Linked DNA regions of Sus scrofa: region 2 is linked to region 1. The links are chromatin contacts, called in public Hi-C maps. All regions are on one chromosome and are shown on one strand. The core of a region is the stretch at or near the end of the contact, and the rest is flanking DNA. Distances in the headings are between cores, read along the strand shown.

What was found. Hi-C and Micro-C count contacts between places; a contact is called where the count stands out from the background.
Region 2: a contact with region 1 is called in a Hi-C map of blood, with 4 times the contacts expected there. The contact joins two enhancer-like sites. A contact is called at or near these places in 6 of 47 Hi-C or Micro-C datasets (blood, embryonic fibroblasts, heart right ventricle and 3 more) and 1 of 2 datasets of contacts at active chromatin or transcription factors (alveolar macrophages).

Annotation. Positions count from the first base shown.
Region 1 is chr8:130,643,657-130,650,754 of Sscrofa11.1, reverse strand. HERC6 (probable E3 ubiquitin-protein ligase HERC6) reads left to right here. Exons shown (of 22, transcript XM_021100765.1): 6 at 221-348; 7 at 1,164-1,300; 8 at 2,178-2,245. Among named protein-coding and RNA genes, the nearest start is that of HERC6, 18 kb to the left of the region's middle. Within about 2 kb of position 4,289, at least 16 of the 83 cell types and tissues checked have an H3K27ac peak or open chromatin away from gene starts, as enhancers often do. A contact at or near this core is called in retroperitoneal adipose tissue, where this site is marked.
Region 2 is chr8:130,785,733-130,792,830 of Sscrofa11.1, reverse strand. LOC110261965 (junctophilin-2-like) reads right to left here. Exons shown (of 3, transcript XM_021100554.1): 3 at 2,362-2,722. The coding sequence ends at 2,598. Among named protein-coding and RNA genes, the nearest start is that of PPM1K, 41 kb to the right of the region's middle. Within about 2 kb of position 2,955, at least 14 of the 83 cell types and tissues checked have an H3K27ac peak or open chromatin away from gene starts, as enhancers often do. A contact at or near this core is called in retroperitoneal adipose tissue, where this site is marked.

The DNA.
Region 1 (7,098 bases), core at 3,040-5,539:
AAATGTGTATTACATGCCTAGTTCTTAAGGGAGTTCCAAAGATTTTTCAAGTTTTATGTGTTAATTCACTATTAGAAATAATAAATATTGACCCCTCCTCTTTATATAGAGGTTATATTTCCCATAGTGCTCTCATACAACTCTCTCATGCTACTTGATCTTTCAGTTTTTAGTTATTTTTTCAACCTGAAATTAGTCTGATCCCTCCTTTTTTAAACAGGATGGGAAAGTGTTCACGTTTGGCGACAATAGCTATGGACAGCTGGGACACAGCCCCACTGCTGAGAAGAGGGGTCCACGACTCGTGGAAAGAATTGAGGGCCTGGTTTCACAGATAGATTGTGGCAGGTAATAAAGTTGTTTTTTTTTTTTTAAAAGCATGAGTAGAAAGTGTTATACTTTATTACTCACAGGTGATTCTTGTGGAATATTATCAAACCCTAAACTCTAAAATACGTGATTACTCTTTTGAGAGACCATTTTCCTTTCTGCAAATTTACCTCTCTCGAATATAGTTTTTCCATTTTTTCTTCTTAGACATTTCATTTATTTAATAAGAATTTATTGGGTGTCCTCTGGTGGTCTAGCAGTTAAGGATCCGGCGTTGTCACTGCTGTGGCCCAAGTTCAGTCCCTGGCCTGGGAACTTCTTTATGCTGCAGATGCGGCCATAAAACAAAAAAATTATTGTAATTTTTACTGTGTATAAACCACCTTCCTGGGGTGGGGGTGGGGATGGGTGGAAACTGGTTTATAACAAAGATAGTGGTATTTGCCTACTTGAGTTCATTAGATAAAATTAATCTCATGCAAGTAGAAGAGGATGTATATTTGCATATATATTCAGAGTTTGGCATAACTTAATTATGAGGACACTGGGAATATTATCTATCCAATTCATTAAGAAAAAGAAAAACAAAAAAGCTTCTATTTAAAGCAAAGGATAGAAACCCTAATAAAGACCCATCAGTAACATTCTGCCTTTCAGGTGAGCACTGAGTTAACCGTCACCTACCGTTTGTCTAGCTAAATGCTTTGGCACCTCTGACCCTGACACTGTGATGTGGAGTCTGGGTACTTAGTATAAGATAAATCTGCTGTTTGTGTTGAGACATCACCTTTCTCCAAAAGCACGATTCGTATGATATATTCTCTCTTCTGCAGTTACCACACCCTTGCATATGTCTACACCACTGGTCAGGTGGTGTCTTTTGGTCGTGGACCAAGTTGCCCAGGCAGCTCACTTCATCCAGAGGCTCTGGCAGAGGACTTTGACATTAGCTGCCTCATTTCTGCTGATGGTATGAGTGATCCCACTAATTTGTGCTTTTGTGTTAATTGACACCCCTGGAGGAGGAATATTATTTAGCTTCCTTTCAAAGGAGTGCATAGAACTGTGGTTCTTTTAGTCCTGTTATTTTCAGTTTGTGCACTGTGCGTTTTTTCCTTGTGCAGTGCTTCCTAGAGGATTCGGTAATCTTTTCTAAAGATTAAGGTAATACAAAGGAAGAACCCAAATCGTTACCTAAGCTTCAGAACAGTACACTTTTATATATTTAATCAAACCCTTTCTAAAGCAAATCAGCCTGGCTTCATTATGCAAGTGTGTGAAAAATTAAATTTTAAGTGAATATATGACATATACTCAGATCAAAAATCATCTTTTATGCTATTTATAGTCAAAATCCATTTAGAAGACTATGATCCCCAATAAAGAAGTAAATTTAGCTTGGTAATATAGGAAAACATTTTAAAGACTTATTTAGAGCAGTTTTAGGTTTACAACAAAAGATTTGGTTTTTACTTCTAAAATCAATAATCGTGGAGTTCCCGTCGTGGCGCAGTGGTTAACGAATCCGACTAGGAACCATGAGGTTGCGGGTTCAGTCCCTGCCCTTGCTCAGTGGGTTAACAATCCGGCGTTGCCGTGAGCTGTGATGTAGGTTGCAGACGTGGCTCGGATCCCGCGTTGCTGTGGCTCTGGCGAAGGCCGGAGGCTACAGCTCCGATTAGACCCCTAGCCTGGGAACCTCCATATGCCGCGGGAGCGGCCCAAGAAATAGCAACAACAACAACAAAACAACAACAAAAAAAAAAAAAAAAAAAAAGACAAAAAAGACAAAAAAAAAAAAAATAAAAAATAAAATCAATAATCGTGGATTTATGACTTTCTTTTAGATCTTGCAGACAGTCAAGTCAAACACATTTTTGCTGGAACATATGCTGATTTTGTGACAACTTGCCAGGTATCTATGACATATTCTGTTTATTTTAAAAATCATTTTTTTCTGCTAGATTTCATAGCAGTACTTGAAACATTGTATCATTTATATATATTCAAAGTTTTTACTAAAACAGTAAGCTCCTTTGTTAGAATGCTTCCTTAAAAGCAGAAATTCCTGGAGTTCCCATTGTGGCGCAGTGGTTAACGAATCCGACTAGGAACCGTGAGGTTGTGGGTTCGATCGCTGGCCTCGCTCAGTGGGTTAAGGATCTGGTGTTGCCGTGAGCTGTGGTGCAGGTCTCAGAGGTGGCTCGGATCTTGTGTTGCTGTGGCTCTGGCGGAGGCCAGTGGCTACAGCTCCGATTCGACCCCTAGCCTGGGAACCTCCATATGCCGCGGGAGCGGCCCAAGAAATGGCAAAAAGACAAAATAATAATAATAATAATAAAACACAGAAGTTCCTGCTGTTGCACGTGAGGCAAGGATCCAGCACTGGCACTGCGGTGGCTTAGGCCGCCGCAGAGGTGCAGGTGAGCTTGTGATTCTCACTCACTTCCTCGTTTGGCTTCCTAACCGATACCGATGGTGATGATAATAATGATTAGTGGTGGTTGCCGGTGAGAAGCCACCAAAGTCCTCTAAATGAATCAACACATTTAATCCTCGTGTCAGCTCCAATTGCCATTAAATTCTGCATTTTACAGAAAAAACACTACGTCTCAGGGAGGTGGACTCACCCAGAGTTTCACTGCTAAGAAGCAGCAGAGCTGGTTTCAGACCTCAGCAATCCAGCTCCAAAGCTCACCCCATTACCCACCATGTTCTAGTGCCCTCTTAATTATTAACAGAGAGGATTTTATTTTTATATTTCTGGGTGACTTCCGAAATGTTTGTAGGGAGACAAAAGTATACATACTTATTTTTGTAATTTGAACTTTCTTCTATTATTGGGAATGTTTTAAACTTGACATCCATATGGACTCTTACCGTGTGCCCTGGGACAGAAGATGGTCAGAAGCCAAGGTCTCTGGGCTCTGGGGAGAGTCAGGAGACTGTGCTTGGTTGCTCTCTTACAGGCAGCACGTCAGCAAAGGCCTCCTGTCTCAGGCTCTGCTCAGGGTGCTTGTGGTAACGTGACTAATACCCTCAAGCTTATCTTCATTCATGACATTTGGATTCTATATGGAAAGACAGGCAAGAAACACAAAATGCAAAATAAATACGATTGTATTAGAGTGTGGCGAGTGCTCCAAAGACAAAAAAGGAACCATTTGAGACTGATGAGGTGGGCGCCTTTAGAAACGTCAGTCAAGGAAGACGTCCTGGAGGCGGTGACATTTGAGCTGAGATCTTGGCCGTGATCCAGAGAAAGAGTGTTCCAGGTGGAGGGAACCGCACAGAGAAAGGCCCTGGGGCAAGAAGAAGTGTAGCGTGCGGGAGGGGCAGAAGGGGAGCCAGTCTGGCAGAGCATAGTCCGGAAGGGTGAAGAGCTGTGTGAGGCGGAGCCACGTGGGAGAAGACTTTGGAGAAGAGATCCAGAGTTTTAGTTGCGTGTCCAAATCTGGATCCAGGGCTAGCACTGGAATGCACACCTGTGGTTATTCAGCATGGTGACGCAGCGGCTTAAGGATCTGGTGTTGTCACTGCTGTGGCTCGGGTTGCTGCTGTGGCTCAGGTTTGATCCCTGGCCTGGGAATTTCCGTGTGCCACGGGCGCAGCCAAAAAAACCCAAATGAAATAAATAAACTTCAGATGGTATTTGAAGTCAGGGTCCTGGATAGAGAGTCACCTTACCTAGAGTGCGAGTAGAAAGGAGAAGAGAAAAGGGACAGAATCCTTGAGGGACTTCTCCACTAGGAGGCCAGACAGTGAGGAGGGGTCAGGAGAAGAACCGAGAAGCACCAGTTTCTGCGGTGGGGGAAAACCAGGAGAGGGTGGCGCGTGGAGACAGGAGATGACTGTGTTCTAGAAAGAGGAAGTAGCCAAACCTTTGACCTCCTGCAGAGAGGTCAAGTGAGACAAGCCCAGAGCTTGCTATTGTTTTGTCAAGGCTGAGTCATCACGGGGGAGAGAGGGTGCCACCTGCCTGAGGGCGACGGCCGAGACTAGAGCGGGGTAAGAGGCCACAAGGACTGTGACAGCTCCGAGCAGTTCTGTTGTGCGGGGAGGAGAGGACCGTGGGAGGGTTTTGTGGGTGTTTAGAGAGGCGGTCTGAAGGCATGTCCGTATGCCAGGGAGAAGGATCCGACGCAGGAGAGCAAAGCAATGATGCATGAGAAAGAGTGAATCGTGGCAGAGTCAGAGAAAAGGGAGCGAGGTCCAGCGTAGAAGGGAGGGCTTCGGACAGAAATGCTCATTCAGTTCTGGGGAACAGGGGAGCGAGGGGAGGCAGACTGTGGGAACCTGGTCAGCTCTTGCTGGGTTGCTTCGGTTTTCTCAGTGATGCCCAAGGCACGGTCCTCATCTGAAAGTGAACGATGTGGAGGAGAACTGGTACAGATTGAGGAGTAAAAGGAAGAGGAGCCGTAGTGTCTCTGCGTGAGAGAGAAAACACTGGGGGAGATTCCCGGACGGGAGAGAGTGCCCATTTGAAACTGGGGGTTGGAGACTTATGGTGCAATCAGTCAAGCCTAGTTGTTTGGTTTTTTTCCCTTTGATGTCAAGCTGCTTGGATTCCCTTGGCGTAGTTCGGAGCTGAGGTTAATTACACATGGATTTTTGCTGGGTAAATACGATAGGAAAGGGGCAGAAGACTTAGAGGTATTTGCAAAGGGCCACAGAATCTAAGCTGGGTAAGAACGACATGAGGAGGGTGACGAATAATGAACAAACTATGGTCAATGGATTGGAGAGCCCAGGGGCCTCAAAGAACTTCGGAGTGGGTTCAGCTATAACGTGTTCTAGTCTGCTCAGGCTGCTATAACAAGACACTATGGATTTGATGGGTTATAAACAGAAATTTATTTCTCACAGTGTTTGGAGGCTAGGAAGTCCAGAATGAAGATGCCAGCGTGTTTGATGAATGATGAGGTCCTGCTTTCTGATTTGTAGATAGCTGTCTTCTCAGTGTTCCTCACATGGTGGAAAGGGCTTAAGAGTTCTCTGGGGGAGTTCCTGTCACCGTGGCGCAGCAGCAACGAATCTGACTAGGAACCATGAGGCGGCGGGTTCAGTCTCTGGCCTCGCTCCGTGGGTTAAGGATCCAGCATTGCCGTGAGCTGTGATGTAGGTCACAGCCGCAGCTTGGATCCTGGGTTGCTATGGTTCTGGCGTAGGCCGGTGGCTACTGCTCTCATTGGACCCCTAGCCTGGGAACCTCCATAGGCCGCGGGTGCAGGCCCAGAAAGACAAAAGACAAAAAAGAAATTTTTTTTTAAAGTTAGACTGGGAATTCTACTCTAAAGTAAATGAATTGGAAAGACGGTATATGACGATTACAGAGGAAAATGTTTCTAACAGAAATTTAGTAGGTGGAACGATTATTGATGATTTCAAAGTACAGGATATCATGTGTATTTGAGGCAGAAAGTTTTAAATTAGGATGGTCCCCCTCCCCCCGCCCCCGGAAACATTTGGCACTGTCTGTGTGTGGTCCTTTTAGTTTGTTCTGAGGAGGGGAATATGCATTAGGGTGGCTGCTACTGCCATCTGGTGGCTAGAGGCCAGGGATGCTGCTAAACATCCTACCATGCACAAGACTGACCTGCACAACGAAGAATTATCTGATGTAAAATATCAACTGCATCCATTTAGAAACCCTGATTCAGTGGAGTTCCCGTCATGGCTCAGTGGTTAACAAATCTGACTAGGAACCATGAGGCTGTGGGTTTGATCCCTGGCTTCGCTCAGTGGGTTAAGGATCCAGCGTTGCCCTGAGGTCACAGACGAGGCTCGGATCCGGCGTGGCTGTGGCTGTGGCGTAGGCTGGTGGCTACAGCTCCGATTAGACCCCCTAGCCTGGGAACCTCTATATGCCACAGGTGCAGCCCTAGAAAAGGCAAAAATACAAAAAAAAAAAAAAGAAAAGAAAAGAAAGAAAGAAACCCTGATTCAAGGCCTGGGCGGCTGAGGGAGAGCAGAGGAAAAGAGTGGAGATGAGATCAAGAATTGACAGACCACTTCTCATTCCTTGCTCTATGCATCCATCCCTCCTGAGTTCTTTGATCATCTTTGGGATCATTACTGCGAGCTCTTTGTTGGGTAGGTTGCTTTTCTCCATGTCACTTAGTTCCTCTTCTGAGGTTTTATCTTGTTTCCTCATTTGAAACATATTCCTCTGTTGCTTCATATTGTCTAAATTGCTATTTATGCTGTTTTATGTATATGGTAGGTTGGTTATGGTTCTCAACTTTGGCGAAGTGGCCCTCGCCAAAAGGAGATATCCTGTGCATTCCAGCAGTTCACTCCCCTTTTACCACCCAACTGCTTGGGACAAGCCAGTCCCAGGGTAGTATAATATAATATGAAAAACAGTAATTGTGAGTGTGTCTAAAATACATTTGAAATTAAGAGATCAGCAACTTAAAGCAAGCACATATAAATAGAGACTTCTATTAAAAAAAGATCTCGTGGTAATTTCAAGACAAAAATCTTTAATAGATAAACACACCAAAAAGAGAAAGGAATCCAAACATAATGCTAAAGATCAAATCACAAGAGAAGAGAACAAAAGAAGGCAGGGGAAAAAAGACCTGCAAAACCCAATCCAAAACGATTAACAAAATGGCAGTGGAAGCATACTTATCAATAATTACCTTAAACGTGAATGGACTAAATGTTCCAAGCAAAAGACCCAGACTGGATACAGTGGACGCAAAACAAGACTTGTATGTGTCCTGCCAGAAGAGATTCACTTCAGTTCTAGAGACACATACA
Region 2 (7,098 bases), core at 1,706-4,205, 140 kb before region 1:
GATGCTTGAGAGGATGAAGAAAAGTACAGGAGAAACCTGAACTTAGCGCAAACAGGCAACTTAAACCCGGCTAACTAGCAGTCTGACATTTCACAGGCTGCTTAACCAGAGCCTCAGGTGCTTCACTGACGGGTTAAAATAATACTCCTCTTGACCTGTACCCCTTGATGAGGGAGAAAAATCAAGCAGGGTCACGATGCTTTGCACGCAAGGATGGAGTGGTTGACCGTTCCAGTTTCTGCTGTAATTCTTTTCTAAAGAATACACGCATTTGCCCTTCTACTCAGGTAGGATTCCGAGTCACCTGCAGTGATGTAAGAGAACTCGAGGGAAGGCTGCAGAAGCTACACAGCCAGAAGGAGGGGATGCTCTGGGCCTGAAAAGACAGCGAAGTGGCCTCACCTGAGAGAAGGGGCCCAAGCGCTGACTTCAGTGAGAGGAATACGATGATGTGATGACATGTCATCTGTACTTTACGGTTTCTGCTCCTACAAAGGTTCATGAAAACCTGAGACGGTTTAGGCTGACATTCAGCCCCGAGCACTTCTTACAGCCCACCAGGAGTTTGCTGTTACGCGGGCTATTTACAGTAGCTTCTGTTCTGACCGGTCAGTGTTTGTGCCACATCGGTTGTTAAATTTTTTTTTCTTTTTTGGCTGCCCCAGGGCATATGGAGTTCCTGGGCCAGGGATCAGATCCAGCTGCAGTTGTGACCTACACTGCAGCTTCAGCAACACCAGATCCTTTAACCCACTGTGCTGGGCCAGGGATCGAACCCGTATTCCGGCACTGCAGCGATGCCACCGATCCCGCTGCGCCACAGCAGGAACTCCAGGTTGTTAAAATTTTAAGTAACACCTCTATTATCCTCCATGACAGAAAAGAATGTTATATGAAGTTTATTTCAAACAGAAGGAACTCCCCTCTGTCTGGGATGGCTGAAAGGGTTCACCCAAGGCCTCACCAGGCTCGTTGACACCACTGACCTTTGATTACTGATTGTCCTTGACTCAGCCACAAATAGTTTCAGTACGTTCACTGAGACAACACAATTTTTATTTTTTATTATTTATTTATTTTTGCTTTTTAGGGCTGCACCCACAGCATATGGAGGTTCCCAGGCTAGGGGTCTAATCGGAGCTGTAGCCACCGGCCTACGCCACAGCCACAGCAACGCCAGATCCTTAACCCACTGAGCAAGGCCAGAGATTGAACCTGCAACCTCAGGTTCAATCAGATTCGTTTCTGTTGCACCACGATGGGAACTCCAAAACAACCCAATTTTTAATTGACTTATTCTGTCCCAAGCACATGGCTCTAGCTGAGGAAGACACAAGCTACTTTTGTAGAAAAACTCCCATGCCTGATGAATCCCATCAGGCTGCGGCTTCTTTTATTCATTTTGCAAAGCTGTGACTTCCTGGGCCACCTCTCTCCTCCTTCTCCCTTTCTCCTCCCGTGGCTGTTTTTTCCCACAGAACAGATACACTTCCCATCACTCTTTTATTTTTTCCCTCTTTGCTTGTCGCTTTTGGATTAAAAGTGGCTTTCAGAAAAACAGGGAGCATCTAGAACAGGGACGTACTCAAGTGAAAGAGCAGCACTCTCTCGGCCCTCTTTCCACAAGGTAAACAGACGGCCTACCTTCCTCACTTGAACTGACTTTCAATCGTGTCTTAGAGTCACATGCCTCACAATCTTTCCCCAAATGGCAGGAGGCAGACACCAGCTATTTTTCTAGATGCATAATTTTCACCTGAAGCGGAAATGTTCAAGTGACCACGGCTACACTAGCTGTGTTCAAGCTGAGGCATGAACGGCTCCTTAACCCCCCACATGATGAAAATACTTCTGGCTCCGCTCCAAGTGGCCCACGCGATCTAAGAGCAGCCCGACATCCTCTTCACGTGCGAGACGCGGCTTACCACAACTAGGAACTAGTTAACACAAACCCCAAACTCCAAGATGATCCATCACAGGAGGTACAACCAGGGCAGGGATGACGTCTGATTTTTCTCCCAGGCTCACTACATAAATCATGTGCCCAGCCAAATACCTTCATTCTGCCAGCATCCCCTGCCCCCTTCCCCCCCATAAAGCCATAAACCCAGAGGGTTTAAGCCCTTGTTACTCGCGTGTCACGGACCTGCAGCACCGAGGTCACCTTGGAACTCATCAGAAATGCAGAACCCCAGGCCCACCCCACACCTCCTGAATTCTGCTGCCTTTTAACAAGATCTCCAGGTGATTCATACTTATGGTCCAGCATGAGATGTGCCAATTTAACCAACCCACTTGTGAAAGCACACACCAAAAAAGAGTCAAGATTCTCAGTATGAACTTTAGGAAAAAACAACTCACCTCAGTTATGATCCGTGGCACTGGAAGGACAACAGCCCCCACCTTGCCAGCTTCCCCATAAAGACATCAACCAAGATCCACGTCTATTAAGGTCCAGGAGCTTCTCTTCATGACAGCTCTCCAGGCGCCAGAGAAAGCACCAGAGAGCAAACTTCTCGGGCCCAGGCCCTAGTCCAGCAGCTACCAGCAAGACAGAGGCTCTCCAAACAAGCTGGCCCTGGGGAGATGTCCAGGTCTCACAGCTCCCCGGGGTCCTTTTTTCTCCACCAAAAGCTGGTTATGACCAGATTTCCTTCTCGATCACTGGGCTTCACACGGATAACCAATGTCTGAAATCGGCTGGGATCCTTTTCCGGCGCTCCTGGCAAGGGGGTGGGAAAGGAAGACATTCACATGTCGGAGAGAGATTTTTATATCTTTCTCTTAGTGCAACAGAATCCTGACCCACAGTATCTCCAACTCTAACGGCAACTTCAGTAAAGATCAAAACCAGTTCTAGCAAATGGTTTTGCTCTGTGTAAACTTCCTGTCTTGGGCTGGAGATGACAAAACAGGGGTCTCCTCTCAAGCCCTGCCTTCTAGCAAGAGTACAAGCCGGAAGACAGCACAGATTTGGAGAGGAAGTGAAAGAATCCCCAGTACAGTCAGCATCAGGTTTCAGTGCAAAGACCCACTAGAGATTTGAAGGGGGAGCTGTATTTGAACCATGCTGTCCTGCTAATGTTCTCTTTGCTAAACCAGAAGTAGAATCGGAAGTTAAGTCTGTATTCAATAGGCAGGTTATAGTCTGAAAACATGAAGGATGTCAAGTGACAGAACAGGACATCTGCTAAGAGCTTCTGGCTCCACTCTTCACCAGCCTTGACAAGTTGTTTCATCCAAACCTCCCCAGCAGACAACGGAAGCAACCATAATGCCTTCCTTACAGAGCTGTCATGATGATAAAGCGAGATGAGTGAAATGCCCATTACTTTTCTTTTCTTTTTGGCTACATCCACAGCAAGTGGAAGTTCCTGGGCCAGGGATGGAACCTGAAACACAGCAGCAACCTGAGCTGCTGCAGTGACAACGGGGGATCCTTAACCCACTGTGCCACAGGGTAACTCTGAAGGGCTGATTACTGAACTTGCCTTGCTGTTCAGTTCTCTTTACAGTCACATCACTGTCCTGATTCTTCCTCCTCTTACGCCCACTGAGGCATGTATCAGGCGTTCAATATTGAATGAAGTGAAAGATGAAAAAATTTGGACATTGTTAAGAAGTTCTTTTTTCTGGGGGGGGGGCGCTTTTTAGGGCTGCACACATCTAGGTTCCCAGCCCAAGGGCTGAACCAGAGCTGTAGCTGCTGGCCTATACCACAGCCACAGCAACACAAGATCCGAGCCACCTCTGAGACCTAAACCACAGCTCACAGCAATGCCGGATCCTTAACCCACTGAGCAAGGCCAGGGATGAAACCCGCGTCCTCATGAATGCTAGTCGGGTTCGTTAACCACTGAGCCACAATGGGAACGCCTTTATCATTCTTTATTGTGGTAAAATATACATAAAATAACTTTTGTCGTTTAAGCCTTTTGTTTTTTTCGCTGTGCCTGCAGCATACAAAAATTCCCGGGCCTGGGATCAAACATGCATGACAGCAGTGACAATGCCAGATTCTTAACCTGCTAGGCCACTAGGGAACTCCGATTTTAGTCATTTTTAAGTGTCTGATTCAGTGGCATTAATTATATTCACAATGTTATGTGGCCATCACCACCAGCCCTTTCTAAAACTTTTTCGTCACCCCAAAAAGAAACTCTAATCATTAAGAAGTAACTCCTCCAGGGTTTTTTTAAAAATGTGAGGATCACTTTTTAATTTAGGGGGATCCCTTTTCCCTCATGGTTGCACTTTAAGTACCCCGAAGAGAAAATACATAACACCAAGAATAACATAGATAGCTTTTTAAAATAAATCTGCATTTTAATCTTATAACACAACAAATCTCTGCACATCTGAAATAAGTGTGACAGTATTCTTTTTCTTTTTTTGCTTTTGAGGGCTGCACCTGTGGCATATGGAGGTTCCCAGGCTAGGGGTCAAATCAGAGCTACAGCTGCCGGCCTACACCACAGCCACAACAACACGGGATCCAAGCCTCATTTGCAACCTACACCACAGCTCATGGCAATGCTGATCCTTAACCCACTGAGTGAGGCCAGGGATCAACCTGCATCCTCACGGATACTAGTCAGGTTCGTTACCACTGAACCACGGCAGGAAACTCCTGGGTAAGAATATTCTTTACTCCAGCTAGTTAAAAGGTTTAGAACAAACCCTGGAATAAAATTCCTGCCATCTCTGTGAATATACCCGAACTTCTTTAAACTGGTCTCCCTTTTAAATTCATAAGCCTAATTATTTCCTTCCAAAGGGAGAGGACAGCAACTAGCATTTACTGACAGCCACTGGGTACTAGTAAGGATTCAAATCTCATCTCATTCTTTATCATACACATAAATAAATGCGAAATTATTTATATGATATTACCGTGATAATTTTCCAGTTATTGCACAGTTGACCATTTTGCTGTGATGTAAGCATGGGCAAAGCAGGGTTACCTGTCTTCTGCCTGGTATTTAAGTGAACAAAGCATGTGTGTACTATGCTAGCAGTGCAAAGCCTGGGTGTGAAAAAAAACAGACCAGTGAAAAATGGCAAACTTAAAAGAAGTGCCGATATTCCATGGCAGAAATTTTAACCCAAGCTTTGTTCTAAACCAAATAAAATTTACTTGGCAAATACAATTTTAAAGATAATTAAAACATACATTAAAAATAACGTGAGTTCCCACTGCGGCTCAGCGGTAACAAACCCGACTAGTATCCATGAGGTTATGGGTTCAATTCCTGGCCTTGATCAGTGGGTTAAGGATCTGGCGTTGCCCTGAGCTGTGGTGTAGGTCATAGAAATGGCTCCAATCTGGTGTTGCTGTGGCTGTGGTGTAGGCAGGCAACTGCAGCTCTGATTAGACCCCTAGCCTGGGAACTTCCATATGCCATGGGTGCAGCCCGAAAAAGATAAAAAAAAAAAAAAAAAAAATGATCCTAGGGCTCAGCTGATCAGCTGGACACTTTGGGAGAAAAAGGAGTGTAAGACATGGTCCCTGCCCCCAGAGGCAGACATCAAGGTTGGGAAGACAAGACTCACACACATGAGCCAGCAACAGAGCTGGCTGAACGGTGTACAGGTGCAGGCTATAGGCAGTCATAAAAAAGAGAGCCCAGCATAGAAGAAGCAGATCGCGGATGCTGGTTCCTCACTTTCTACTGACATTGACCTATGGCTAAAGACCTGAGTGTACTCTCAGCAAAGCTCAGAGTAACTGGGCTCCAGCTCTTATGATTCCCATGGATTCCTGAACAGTAAACGTTAGACAAGTCCTTGCCTAGGAAGTCATTGAAGCCTCTTTTCCATTGAGATAAATCTAAGTGATTCCAATTTAGGAAACATATATTGCTTTTCTGACAGAAGGCAATATAAACTTTTTTTTTTGCATATGGAAATTCCCAGATTAGTAGTCAAATCAGACCTACAGCTGCCAGCCTACACCACAGCCACAGCAATGCAGGATTAGAGCCACGTCTGTGACCTATACCATAGCTCATGGCAACCCCTGATCTCTGACCCACTGAGTGAGGCCAGGGATCAAACCCAAATCCTCATGGATATTAGCCAGATTTGTTTTCACTGCGCCACAATGGGAACTCCAATTTTTTTTTTTTTTTTTTTTTTTTTTTTGTAGGGCTGTACCTGCAGCATATGGAAGTTCCCAGGCTACAGGTCAAATCAGCTGCAGCTGCCTACCTACCTACCACAGCAACCATATCTGGACAAGTCTGCGGCTTACACCAGATCCTTAGCCCTGTGAGCAAGGCCAGGGATTGAACCTGCATCCTCATGGATACTAGTCGGGTTCTTAACCAGCTCACCCACAATGGGAACTTCCAAACTTTAATTTTTGTCCTTTTGTCCTTTTTAGGGCCACACTGGGTGCGGCACATTGAGGTTCCCAGGCTAGGGGTCTAATTGGCGCTGTAGCGGCCAGCCTACGCCACAGCCACAGCAACACCGGATCCTTAACCCACTGATCAAGGCCAGGGATGGAATCTGCAACCTCATGGTTCCTAGTTGGATTCGTTTCCGCTGCACCACGACGGGAACTCCTAAACTTTATTTTATTTTGGGGGTTCTTTTTGTCTTTTTAGGGCCACACATGCAGCATATGGAGGTTCCCAGGGGAAGGGAGGATTCAGAGCTACAGCTGCCGGCCCATGCCACAGCCACAAGAGCTCAGGATCTGAGCTGCGTCTGTGACCTACCCCACAGCTCATGGCAACGCCAGGTCTTTAACCCACTGAGCAAGGCCAAGGATCGAACCTGTGTCCTCATGGATGCTAGTCAGATTTGTTTCCTCTGAGCCACAACGAGAACTCCTAAACTTTAATTTTTTAATTTCCTTCCATGTCTCATGTAACATTTAACTTTATGTTATTAAATATAGATTAAGACAATAATAATTCAATATGGAAAGGAGGGAGGAGAGAAATTAGAATCTAAATACTTATCAATAAGGATATAGTTAAACAAAATGTAGCCTATGCATAAAATGAAATATTATGCAATAGTTAAAATGAATGAGATAGAAATATATGTACTGTCTTGACAAAGAAAGTTATCCAAGACATATTAATA